Linked DNA regions of Bombyx mori: region 1 is linked to region 2. The links are chromatin contacts, called in public Hi-C maps. All regions are on one chromosome and are shown on one strand. Each heading gives the region's core, a stretch centred on a gene start, on an enhancer-like site or on the middle of the called end of the contact. The rest is flanking DNA. Distances are from core to core; before and after follow the strand shown. Region 1 holds the start of LOC101744586. Region 2 overlaps LOC101746167 (dystroglycan 1).

Evidence for each region. Hi-C and Micro-C count contacts between places; a contact is called where the count stands out from the background.
Region 1: a Hi-C map of whole pupa shows a contact between it and region 2, with 2.5 times the contacts expected there. The contact joins the promoter of LOC101744586 here to the enhancer-like site in region 2. A contact is called at or near these places in 4 of 7 Hi-C or Micro-C datasets (middle silk gland, midgut, posterior silk gland and 1 more).

What each region holds. Positions count from the first base shown.
Region 1 is chr19:5,906,967-5,913,849 of ASM3026992v2, reverse strand. LOC101744586 reads right to left here and starts at 4,198. Exons shown (of 9, transcript XM_062673996.1): 1 at 3,218-4,198. It overlaps LOC101746167 (dystroglycan 1), which reads left to right and starts at 699. Exons shown (of 20, transcript XM_062673986.1): 1 at 699-886.
Region 2 is chr19:5,866,647-5,872,830 of ASM3026992v2, reverse strand. The region is part of intron 1 of LOC101746167 (dystroglycan 1); the gene reads left to right. Among protein-coding and RNA genes, the nearest start is that of LOC134200629, 15 kb to the right of the region's middle. Within about 2 kb of position 4,125, at least 3 of the 8 cell types and tissues checked have open chromatin away from gene starts, as enhancers often do.

The sequences.
Region 1 (6,883 bases), core at 2,949-5,448, 41 kb before region 2:
ATTTAAAACAAAATTTGTTTGGTTCCTGGAGTGTAAAAGATATTTCCTTCTACTAGAGAGAGATATTTACTAGAGTTTAAAGTATGTATGACTGCAGTCGATTATTAAATCTTATCTGTGCATTATGCTGCCAATGATAAAAATTCCATCGTAATCTTGTTAAATTCAAATTTTCTACTGAGAGAGAGTTTTAGTTTTTAAAACTGAATTTCATACAAAAACTATTACACATATTATTATGTATATTCAATTATAGTGAGATTATTAAAAAACTGCTACATATACGTTTTCTTAGTATTTTTGATTAAAAAGTTTTTATTATCTTAGATGAGTAGATGAGGTCACGGCCCACCTGATGCTGTAAAGTGCCTACTGGAGCCCATAGACATCAATATCGTAAAAACCACCTACCTTGAGACATAAGTGCTAAGTCTCAACTTTATAGAACGTCTGCCATAACCTTCAAGCCGAAACGTATTATTGCTTCACGGCAGAAATTGGTAGGGTGGCAGTATCACTCACAAGATACTCTACTATCAATACTGTTCTGGTACTCGATGGCGCAATAGTAACTGAAAGTATTACATGTTATAATGAATGGTTTGAAACGATGTCCAAGAAACTGATTTTTCTGGAGAAATTGTAAATAAAAATGGTCACACTTTAATTATTTTGGCTATCTCTTTCTTAGATGAGTAATATAAAGAGATAGAGCATCTTTTGACACTTACTCCATTTTTTCTGTTCTGATTTCATCCATCCAGTGCCTCGGAAAGGAAGGAACGGTGTAATGAACTGTTATGTGTTTACCGAAATGTGTAGTGTTTTGTTTATGAATTAAATATTGTTTAGTTTACATTAAATTTAACAAAAGCGAAGCAACAAGGTGAGTAAACTATGAAATATGGGTGTATAACACACCGTCGAGAATGGGTCATGTGAAATTTAATTTTGCTTCAATTTCGGCATGATTCTCTGAAAGTAGAGATACGGCGCTTCGCTACATTTAGTTTGTGGTGAAGATTGTAAATTACATTCTTTTAACTTTATTTGATACTTTTTATCACAAAAATATCGGTGATGACTTATATCATTAAGGATTGTTTTAACGTAATGTACATTAAATGCAATGATTATTCATACTATATAGTTCCGAATTACCTTTAAGCACCTTCATTGAAAATTACGTGATGCAATTGAACAACATTTGCGTTTTGAAAATTACTTTAAGTCTATTCCTTATTGCCAAAATCTCAGTTGATTGCTCATAGTAAATATGACTTTTAATTTATATTACTCATTCTCCTTAAAGATAACCCGCTTCCTAGTTTAAAGTCGGTTTACTTAACAACAATACTGATAATATTATTGAATTGAATTAATTCCATACCAGATGTTATAATATTTTAAAATGTTTCTGGAAACCATTTAGGTACCCAATCATCAATTATCTATAAATAAATGCAGGGTAAAAGTAAATATTTTGGTATGTATTTATTGTATTCAGGAGATAAACTTGCCTGTATATAATGATTAATTCGATGCCTCCAATGAACACTACTCTAACTCAAAATTTTGAAATTTTCGTTTTTCACGCAAATCGCTTCACTATTTTAAAAGTATTACAAATTCATTATTAATGGGGTTCGAAGCAAGAGTAAATCAGCTAGTTACACAAGAAAAAAATCTTTATCATTGCAGATATATTTATCAACTTTTTTCGTTTAAACTCTCCTCCTGTAAACCTACGAATTTGGAGTTAGAGTAGTGTTCATTGGAGGCATCGAATTAATTTTAACTTTACTGGTGGTAGGACCTCTTGTGAGTCCGTGCGGGTAGGTACCACCACCCTGCCTATTTCTGCCGTGAAGCAGTGATGTGTTTCGTTTTGAAGAGTGGGGCAGCGGTTGTAACTATACTGAGACCTTAGAACTTATATCTCAAGGTGGGTGACGCATTTACGTTGTAGATGTCTATGGGCTCCAGTAACCACTTAAAACCAGGTGGGCTGTGAGCTCGTCCACCCATCCAAGCAATAAATAAAAAATAAAACTTAATAGAATTATTACAATACTTTCATTAATGAAATTAGAATGAAAACAAATTAGCATTTTATATAAGGTAAATGCATTTTTTTCTTTACATTTAAAATTCACTTTGTACATGATACACACATATGCAAAATCTCTTTTTCTAACCTACTCTTAACTGATAACAAATTTTACAATCAAAGCCTATAAAAAGCTACTAAATCACCTATCTTTATCAATTGTGAGTAAACAATTATGACTAATTTTATTATCATGCTTCTACAATGCTGATAATAAAAAGATATATATATAGTTTACTTTAACAATTTTTTATGTAAACACAAAACACCTCAAGACCCATCTAGTACACAGGTAATCCATTACTTTGGGCAAAAAATTTGTAGAATGGTGGCCCCAGTCTATATTGGCTTACCGTATTTATTATCTTATCTCTTATAGAGGTTACTACAATGAATGGCGGATGCTGATGAAGTATTAATGAATGAGGAAAATAAACAATGGAATAAATAATTGTGAGACAAATCCTATAAATAAAAAATATGCCCAGTTTTACTTTGGGTTATATACATAAAGCAAACACAATACTTTCATCAGTTTTTGCAGGTCATATAGACATCTAAAACTGCTTCACAATTTATTATTTATGACATTTCAAATATTTTAATACACCTGTTGTTTGTCTCAAAAATTTAAAAGTGTTTGTAACATTTCAAATAATAAATTAAAGATATTTTAAGATTAAATCTTAAATATATTTTTACTTAGGCAGACTTCTAATATTGATCTAGAAATGGTTTTTATAAGAATTTGGCACACATTTACAATATACAACCAAGCAAATTCATCAAAGATTGGCCTATAACCACAATATTTTCATTAACTTTAATGACAAAGTAAGAAAAATATAGTACATATTTTTAAAGAACGATATCTGTAAATTTATAAAGCTATCAGGCTATTTTCGGTCGCAAACAATGCTAAAGATCAGGCACTGGAGTAAAAAAATGATAAAATTTGTTACTATACAACAAAGACCTAATTATAATTTATTTTCATCTACTATAAATGTGGGCGTGAAATGTTCTATAAATATTGTTTATATGCTTGTTACCTTATCATACAAAAATAGCTGAACGGACTTGGATGAAATTTCACAGAAACATTACCTTAATTAATGCTTCCTTTTTTCATGGCATGGGTATATGAGCTATAATAGATTCGAGAGTGTGACACAAGCTACTATTTATCGTGGTAAAATGCAACTTTTTCATTACATATCAAATGCAAATTTGTCATTGGTGAGCTTGAGAAGAATTTATATGTATTTTTATATATTTACTTAAGGCTACAAATTATAATTTACACAGTTAATTTACTATTTAAACACAACGCTTAGTGTATTCAACTTTGTTATGAGTAAAATATGAAGTATGAACTCATCATTTTACAAGAATAGGTGGTGAAAGTTCAATGATCTCACCTGTAGTAATGTGAATACATATTGGTTGCCATGTGTTGTTCATACGTCGGCACTTGGATTCGGGTCGCATGCATAAATATTTCATAACCAACTATAAATTTAAAGATTTGTTTTGAACTTTTTCTTGTATATATACAAAATTGAGGTATTTTTGGAGTTTACTCCTTTAGAATCGATTTACATATATAGGCCCGGGGTATGAAAATTATGGGGACCAAAATCGTACTAGCATGTCACACGAAATGCGTTATGCGCATTTCGTGTGACATGCTAGTACATGCGCCGGCAGTCCGCCACAAAGCCTCGTACTGATCGCGCGTTTCTCTCATTATTGTATTTTCATATATTTGTTAGTCGTTTGTTTTGTGTCTCGTTAATTTGTTAATAATCTGTAGTGTATCGTGTTGTCGTAATATAGAACTATTTCTCGTATTGTTTCGTTTAATTTTTTATATCCAGTAAACTCCAGTCGTGCGTCGGAGCGGACACACACACTTTTTTTTTTTTAGATATTTCGATGCTTCTCCTATCTCATAACGTTTTTCCCACCCTTCAAAACAAAACTCATGTCTGCTTTAATAACTACCGGTATGGCCTCACGGTACGACTGTCACAATACCGTAAATATTTTAATTTTCAATTATTTTCAGAGTTCGGTTATCCGCTTGAGCACTTCTCAAATTCAGAATAATCACGTAAATAGCTCTAATTACACATAGAAAATTGTGGTCACTTAATACCTGGTGTGTTTTGTGTGAATAGCGTAAATTATAGTGACCTTATACATATAATTCAATGTTTAAACTTATAATTGTAACGAAATATAGAAAATAATCCTATTAATGAGATGTGAAACTAAATTTACAAGAATTCAACAAACAAAATTTTAGATTTTATCTGCGTAGTTTTTATCTTGCGTTATAACTGCGGCCACCCAGCTTTAATCTTGGTGTAAACTTGTGGATCGACTGGCGACATTAAGTCCCGGATATGATGGCCGTATCAACATATGATTGCATAATGAAGAAACACAACGGTTTATTTAGCTGTAGATAGGAAAGCGAGATCACGGCCCACTTAATGTTAAAAGGTTACTTATTTACTTATTTATTTAGTAGGTACAGTCCTTTTACAAATCAATCGACGCCCATATCACAACATGAATGCCGTCCCCTACCTTGAAACATGAGGTCCAAGTCTTAGTTATATGGTTTAACAATTCCGGAACGTATGACCGCGGCAAAGGTATGCATGACGGTAGTATCGGGTGGGTGGATCATAGGGACCCACGTTGTGCCCTACCACCAAGAAGCGAGTGGCGGTGATACCCTAGTATTATATTCCGAGAACGGTGCTGCCCATTCTCTGATGAATTAATTAGAGGCCTTTTGTGACACCTACGAGAAGAGATGGGGTGATTCTACTCTAGGCTAGATTTATCGAAATAACTAGTCAGGTCATAAGTATTGTCACACAGTAAAAACTTTTCTTTTAGAATGCTAGCCACAAAAAAGTTTGTTGAATTCGAATTTCGAATTGTTCATGAAAATAAAAATGTATACTTTTAGAATTTTACTCATTTTTAAATATGGAGTGGACGCTTAAAGAAGACCGTGTTGCAGTTATTGCGTTGCATCGTTGCGGTTACGCGCCAATTCAAATTTTTAAAATACTGAAAAATTTGAATATAACCAAAAGATTCGTTTATCGTACCATCAAACGATACAATGAAGACTCTAGTGTAGATGACAGGTCAAGAAATGGTCGCCCTCGGTCTGTTAGGACTCCAGCAGTGATAAAAGCTATGAAGGCGCGAATTCAAAGAAATCCCAAACGTAAGCAGAAACTGTTGGCCCTTCAGATGGGGTTAACTAACTATGCATGTGGAATCTATTATAATACATCTATCTGATCGTAAGTAATCGAATTCTTTTCGTTATCAACGAAAAATTCCCAAGAATTTCTATAATGTATCCTAATAAGGAGCATTAGAATTAGAATGTAATGTTGATCATGCATTTAATGTTTCTCGTTTTACCGGTAACGAGTAAGATTCACGTCAACCGGAAATGGGGTCAAGTGACTTCCGAATCAAGTTTTATTCATTTATGTACCGCCGATGATACGATAATACGATCATGGAATGCATTTTACATGACCTCATTGGTGTCACAGCTGGAAAGTACGGTTTCAAGTAGTTCCCGTCACGGTACTGTTTGATTCGGTTTGATTATCTCATCAACAGTGAGGCAACACGGCTCTTGGCGTCTCACCTTCGATCTGATGCAAGAAGTTCCCGAAATAGCTATACTCGCTCAAAACTACCAGTACCCGATATCAATACTATGTGGCCATGGTTTGAAGCGTAGGATAGTTGGTAGACAGAGATTGTGCTGTGCGTGTTGTTGACTAATGTTAACGTCCACTTTTTTTTCCCTACCTATGCTGATAGCCTTGAGAGGCTATTTCAGCTTCGCCTTGACGTGTAGGTGAGTTTACGGGGCTCAAACCGGGAGTGTTGCTAACACTGGCCCTAGCAAGAGCAGTGCTTCACAGAATCTACCACCGGATCGGAAACGCGACCCACTAAGAAGATCCGGCGAGAAACTCAGTGGGCTGTGTCTATCGGTTAATTTACTCGTCGAGCCCTTCGTCGCAAGCGACGGGTTCGACGAGGACGGTCACCGGAGACGTTCATGAGTGTCGTCAACCACTATCAGGGAGGCCGTATAACTCGTCTGCTTATAATGGCGAAAAATCATCTTTATTCCAATGTGATTATGATTTCAACTCTCACCACGTTTCATGTTGGGCAACGGTATTCATATTATGGTGTTTACGAACTTGAAGAACCGCTTGGCGTCTACCTGACTAAGCTGGTAACAAAAACTACGAATTCTTAATTCAACTCATAAGATCGATTGTTGATATTCACTGTCAGAAGACTGTTTAAATGTGGTAAATTACGCAATAGGTATGCTTTGTTTTATTTGACTGGAACAAAAGCGAGCTATGTAACGTGTACAATATAGAACAATTTTAACATATGATATATGGTATATAAATTGCTTATAAAACTATCGTAACAGCCCTTTAGTTAAGTTTAGTGTGTTCACTTATATGTGTAAAAACATTTTTTTTAAAAACATTTATTCGATTACTTGTGGTTTTATAATATTTTATGTGTAGGTACGTAGATACTATCCGTCCTGTTTTAAACTAGAACGCGGCGCCAATTCGAATACGTTTAATGTGTAATTCAGAGCGATAACGACGATGATAAATTTTTGTAAAAACAAAAGGATGTACCTGCCAAAAAAACGCTAAAGCAGGCCAACGTTTTTGTTTACTA
Region 2 (6,184 bases), core at 2,876-5,375:
CAATCGGTTGTTGAAGCAGTCAATCTCTGTTTTCACTTGTACGCAGTTACATTCGTCATACATGCAGTTAAGTAACTAGCTCCAGTACATTCACAACTTAAAAGTGAAAACACGGGAGACAAATTGATTTTTCGTTTCTTTGTCGTAAATCAACAAAGCGTGTTATCCAATTTCGGCAAATCCTCTCACGGAGAGAGGGTGCGTTAGTGAATAAAGACGCTCTTAGAGCGAAAACTTCGATTACGCTACGCGCTCTCGCCGAAACACGCTTTCTGGATTTACTTCGTCACTTTGAATTTTTTAAGCTTTACTACAAATTGAAGTATCTTGAACAGCTTTTTAAATCTTTAGATTAACCAAACATATCTACGAGTATTTGGTGTTTATTCATCGATTGTTATCCAAACGAAGTTTTTAATTTGGGTGTATTCGTATTGTTTTAGAAGACTCTTTTTTCCTATCTAATCGTGGGCCTACGGGACTATTCCATTTATGCGCGGACTGGGGTAAGCCTCGCAATGCGTAATGTTCTATTCGTTAACAAAAATTCGTATTGACGGTAGACTGATTGTTATTGATATTGTAATAGTACCAGTATTTCATCCAAATAAGAACAGATTGATGCAGTACCTATCAAACAATTTATGTATAATGCCCTGATTTCAAATGTATATTACAAACGCGATCAACTCTGATAATCTATATCTATACTAATATATAAATCTACAGTGGTTTTTACGGATGTCCCGTTAGAAGTACTGAACCATGCATCCGATTGACTTGAAACTTGGTATCCATGTAGAAAATACATGCGCTTAATGGATAGGATAATATTTATATGAGTGTTGTACTCTCTAATAATAATGACAATAAATAATAATGTTAATTATAAATGCCCAGCGAAGCGGGCGAGTACGGCTAGTTCTATATAATTACTAGTCCATTCTCTAACAATCTTTAATTTTATATATAATCATTGTAATGTTTAGCATTGAAACATTAGCTCGGATCGGTACAATAAATTATTATGAAATAGTGAAAACAAAGTTTAATCGAGCGTTAAATTATATAGGTTTTTTAGTATTCTGGCACCATTCCCATTCCCATGGTCACTACTAACCACTGTACAATTTGTTACAATTAAAATTTTTACGTGGAAACAAAACTTTAGTAAAGTTTATCAGAGAATGATATTGGCTTTAATTGGTACCGTTGTAAGAAGAACAAACGACAAACAATGTTGATTTCAAGTTTATACGAAAATATATAAACATTATTAATAAAAACAAAAAAACAAATGATGAAAAAATTTTATATTATACTAATAAACTGCATACCAAATTATAGACCAGGATTTGTTTCCGTGTATTTCATGCCAGTCATCGCAATTTCAAAAACAAAACACAATATAAAATTACAGTGTAAAATTTAAAAAACAAATCGCATGAAGTGAGTGAAATCCGTTCAGAAGGTTGACAACCGGTTAGCAGAAATATGCGTTACGCACTTTCATTGCTAATTTCTTGTCAGAGGACTACTCGAAAACCGCTTGTAAAGTGCTTGGTGAAGATATTCTCACTGAACCAGTAATTTCTCCGACTTTTCCTCACATGTCACAAGCCATTAAATTAATATGTTTTATTTATACACGTTTGGGATGGTATGGACATGACGTGATGAGACGAAATGAAAATGAGGTTGTTAAGAGAGTGTTAACTATGAATGTGCAAGGATTTAGAGGAAGAGGTAGACCTAAGAAGAAATGGATGGATTGTGTGAAAGACGATATGGGTAGGAGGTGAGTGAGTGAAGAAATGCCATATGATAGAAAAGTATGGAAGGAGAAAACATGTTGCACCGACCCCAGGTGACTGGGAGAAGGGCAGGATAATAATGAATGATTTATACACTGAGTGTTGATTAAATAACATCGTTGTTGTACTGCTACGCCTTATTATGTATGCTTTATGTAACCAAGATCTTCTAAAATCACAGTACAAACAAAATATACTTCATTGCTATTTTCTGACACCCCGGTGTAAGCTGAATCGTGCTGACTGGCTCTTCACTACGCACCCCTGGATTTATTCGATATATTTTTAATACTATCTTTTCATTCTAATTAATTATTTACGCTTGGGAATATAAAGCTTATTTTCGAATAATTAAATGACATTAATTATTTGTAAATCTGATCTATCCCAGCCTCACTGCGGCATACCTTACCTTGCATCTTTTGTAAGACAAAGCAACACGAGATAGCTTAGCATAGCTGAATGTAGCCCAACGTAGGATATCTTTATATTGATTACTCAGCCTAATCAAGCCAACAAGTCAACAAACTTTATTATTGATTAAGCGAATGGGGTGGAACACACTGATCCTATTAACTTCACTGAACTAAACCCATTATCTTATAAACTTAAGCATTCGCTATGCACTTAGTAATTTCCCCGGCGATTACAGTTAATTGGATCCTTATACTTAGTTGGTGTATTCATTCAAAATTCGTAGATTTTAATGTTGTCGATACAAATATACATAATTATATTATTATCATTGTACCCTCTATTTACTAGTATTGATAAATTGACTGCGATGACTACATAAAATTATTCTACATAAAATTATTTGCTAGTCAACAAATTAACAAATGAAGTATGATAGCGTATTAAAAATCAAAACTGCAAAAATTATAATTTGCGTAATTACTAGTAGAAGTTTGCACGGATAGGTACCGACCTCCCTGCCTATTTCGGCCGTGAAGCAGTAATGCATTTCGGTTTGAAGGATGGGGCAGCTGTTCTACTGTAAAAACGGAGACTTTGATTTCGTTGCAAGTTGGGTGTCGGCATTTATGTTGTTGATGTCTCTGGGCTCCGGTAACCGCCTAACATAAGGTGGGCCGTGAAATAGTCCACCCATCAAAACACTAGAAAAAAATACAATAGAATCTTTAGCCATCAATAAACTGTAACAGGTTTTTTTATTTTTTATTAGAGCAGTATAGTATTGTAGTCCGAACTTTTTACACAATTAATCAATCGAGATTTAGAACTTTACAAATTATTATATCATTTTTAAACCTAGAAAAATGCAACGCTGCTTTAGTGAATCCGTCAGCCACAATTTATAACGCATTCAATCGAGTAACACTAAGCTCGAACATACGACGTAGATCTGTTCTATGTCTATTTTTACATTACGGAGAACCATTCATAACGCTACTGAGCCGGCGGCACCATACCAAATCATTTTAACACGTATCCCAACGTCAAAGGTCAAAGCACCAGTAAAGTACGGATCAAATGCATTAAATATGACGAATCGCGAAACATCACTTCCAACCGGTCACGGTAATGTACAGTGCTTTCGGTGACATGAGTTAATTTGCCCACTGTATCCGAGCATCGACGCGTGAAGCCTCGCCCATAATGCTCTCGGAAATTAGAACGTCTGAGAGTCATCCATTTACTAGAACTAGATGAACTTCATGTTTGTGCGTATCTATACAGAAGTCTCGAATCACCTTTTTAGTCAAGGGCGCTGAAATGTTTGAAACGGTTAGACATTAATGAGAAATTTAGTTATTTCTTTCGTAGAAAAGCGTATAGTTTCTATTAAAGTCTTGAAATTAGATGTTTCTTCACCTTAGCTATTAAAAATTCGATATAAATTAAGAATAATCGTAATCGAAATAAAGCGATACAATTAATGGCTTCAGCCTCTTTTTGGGTGTGCTGATATAAATAAATTCTATGTACCAATGAAAAAATTGAAGACATAACGGCGTGAAAACTTCATTTTTAGATTTACGATGCTTGATACAATTTAATAGGTATTGTAAACAGCGTTCTAAAATAAGCTGCTAATTTCAGAAAGTCTGCTGATTGTACTGTTGTTGGCACGTTTACAGGTCGGTCAGTTAATGTTCTAATTTGAAGACATGATATATGTATTTTTTCTTGTGTGTATCATACTCTCAAATGTTAATAGATACGCTCTCAATGTGTCAATCAAATTGTTCTAAACGTCCTAAAGTCCAACATGTAGATATACTTAATGTTAGTAGCAGCAACTGATCGCATTACAACATGATTACACGTTGACATTCTCGGTAATCTCAAATACCGAGCTTAGCGTAGTGAAGTTTGTGCTATTATGAAATAAACAAGGCGTAACTACTTGTGTTTATGCTGGATCAGATTCCACATTCTATCCTTCTTATAGAATTGCAAAATTTATATAGTATATTTAAATATAATATTCGAAGTGGAGATGAGATAAAAAGTGCTTAAGGTGGGGTTTTTAATGTCTTGTTGTAAACTGGCAATGAGAGCAAGACTTATGGCTATGCCATGGTCCAAATCTTCGGGCAAATGTCTCGCATATTGGTAAGTAAATACGTGCCTAACACGACATAACTGATCGTAGGAATTTTGTTTATTAATTGGCAGGTGGATGAACAACTCAGTCGATGTGTTGTGTAAATTGTTATATTGCCCTTCTAGGCGAGCATACGGCCCACCTGATGGTGAGTGGTTACCATCGCCCATGGACTTCAGTAATTCCAGGGACAGCGCCAAGCCGCTGCCTACCATTAAATACTTTCCACAAGCCTCGTTTGAAGAAGGACATGTCATAGCGACGGGAAACAACGTGGAGGGGAGCTCATTCCAAAGCCGGCAGGCACTTCGCGGCAGCTATAGGCAGAACGATTATGTGCGGGCTTACAGTACGCACTACGCCCTACCTGCTTTCTATACTAGCCAGACATAGCGCTAACTGATCAGTCTGTATCACATTGCGTACAATATTCTACAAAGAGAAAACTGTTCTTAGGAAGCGGTGAAAACTGCTGCCTTCTTAGATTTTTTAAAACTATCTTCATTTGACTAGTCTCTTTATTTCTACAAATGAAGCGTTAGATAATGAGAATCACTGTAACAAAATACATATTGCGTAAGCTCAACTCATCGCAGCTCCACGACAATTGACCGCTGGCCCAGATGACATCATAGCCCTGTATGGTGCTATGCTAAAATCGATGGTGTCGCAATATCCATTGATGTATTAATTTGGACCTTCAATACATATCGACGCCTGTAAGGCAAAGGTAACTAACCGATAATGTGTGAACTTTACAGTAGACTAATTTAAAGTGGAAATACCTGAAAAAAATTATATTTTAACGAATCTAGCTGTAGGATTGAAATTATTTTAAGAGACCTAGAAATATATATTTTTTTGCGCATCGAATGTTATTGCCTATCATTTATGTATAAAGCAGTTATTGTCGCTTAGTCACGTTTGCCTTTGAAGCGTCGATATTATCTATGGTCCGTTGAAATTATAAAACCGGACAAGTCTAGTAATAGTATGATATTATATCGATTTCGGAGTACTTAACGTCAATAGAGTTTAATTAGTAATTTCTGTAATGATAACTGCCTATTGATTCAATGTAAATTAAGTTCTGATATGTAATAAAGTGTAATCTACCCTTGTAGTATTATAGTAAATTATTGACCTATTTTAGAACATGTCATGTTCTACGTAATATAAGTTATCATTGCCGTACCTTTTATGTATCTTAGTTTTGAAAGTAAACTAAACTTTAAGTCGTATACTCGATTCAAGCTGTTTTGTTTATTAGTCTAGCCTCTTTGGGTCTCTCGTGATAGTTTTAACGCAAAGCAATTTAACTTTCCGGTTTGAAATATAAGGTAGTCGTTAATCTATTGTAATCGAGATCTTAAAGGCATGTTTTTTTTTAGTGCTTAGATGAATGGACGAGCTCACAGCCCACCTGGTGTTAAATGGTTACTGGAGCCCATAGACATCTACAACGTAAATGCGCCACCCACCTTGAGATAAAAGTTCTAAAAACTCAGTATAGTTACAACGGTTGCCCTACCCTTCAGACCGAAACGCATTACTGCTTCATGGCAGAAATAGGCAGGGCGGTGGTACCTACCCGCGCGGACTCACAAGAGGTCCTACCACCAGTAAAGATGAGTAGTGTATGAAGATGAGTGACGATATTTGTGTGCGGCTTCCATAAGCGTCGGATCTTCGGTATGCTTTTAACATAAAATTGGCCCGAAATACAAGAAAATAAAGTACCTTATAAACGTTCTATTGGGTGTTAAACACTCGACCTAAAGTAGTGCAGGTGTCGATA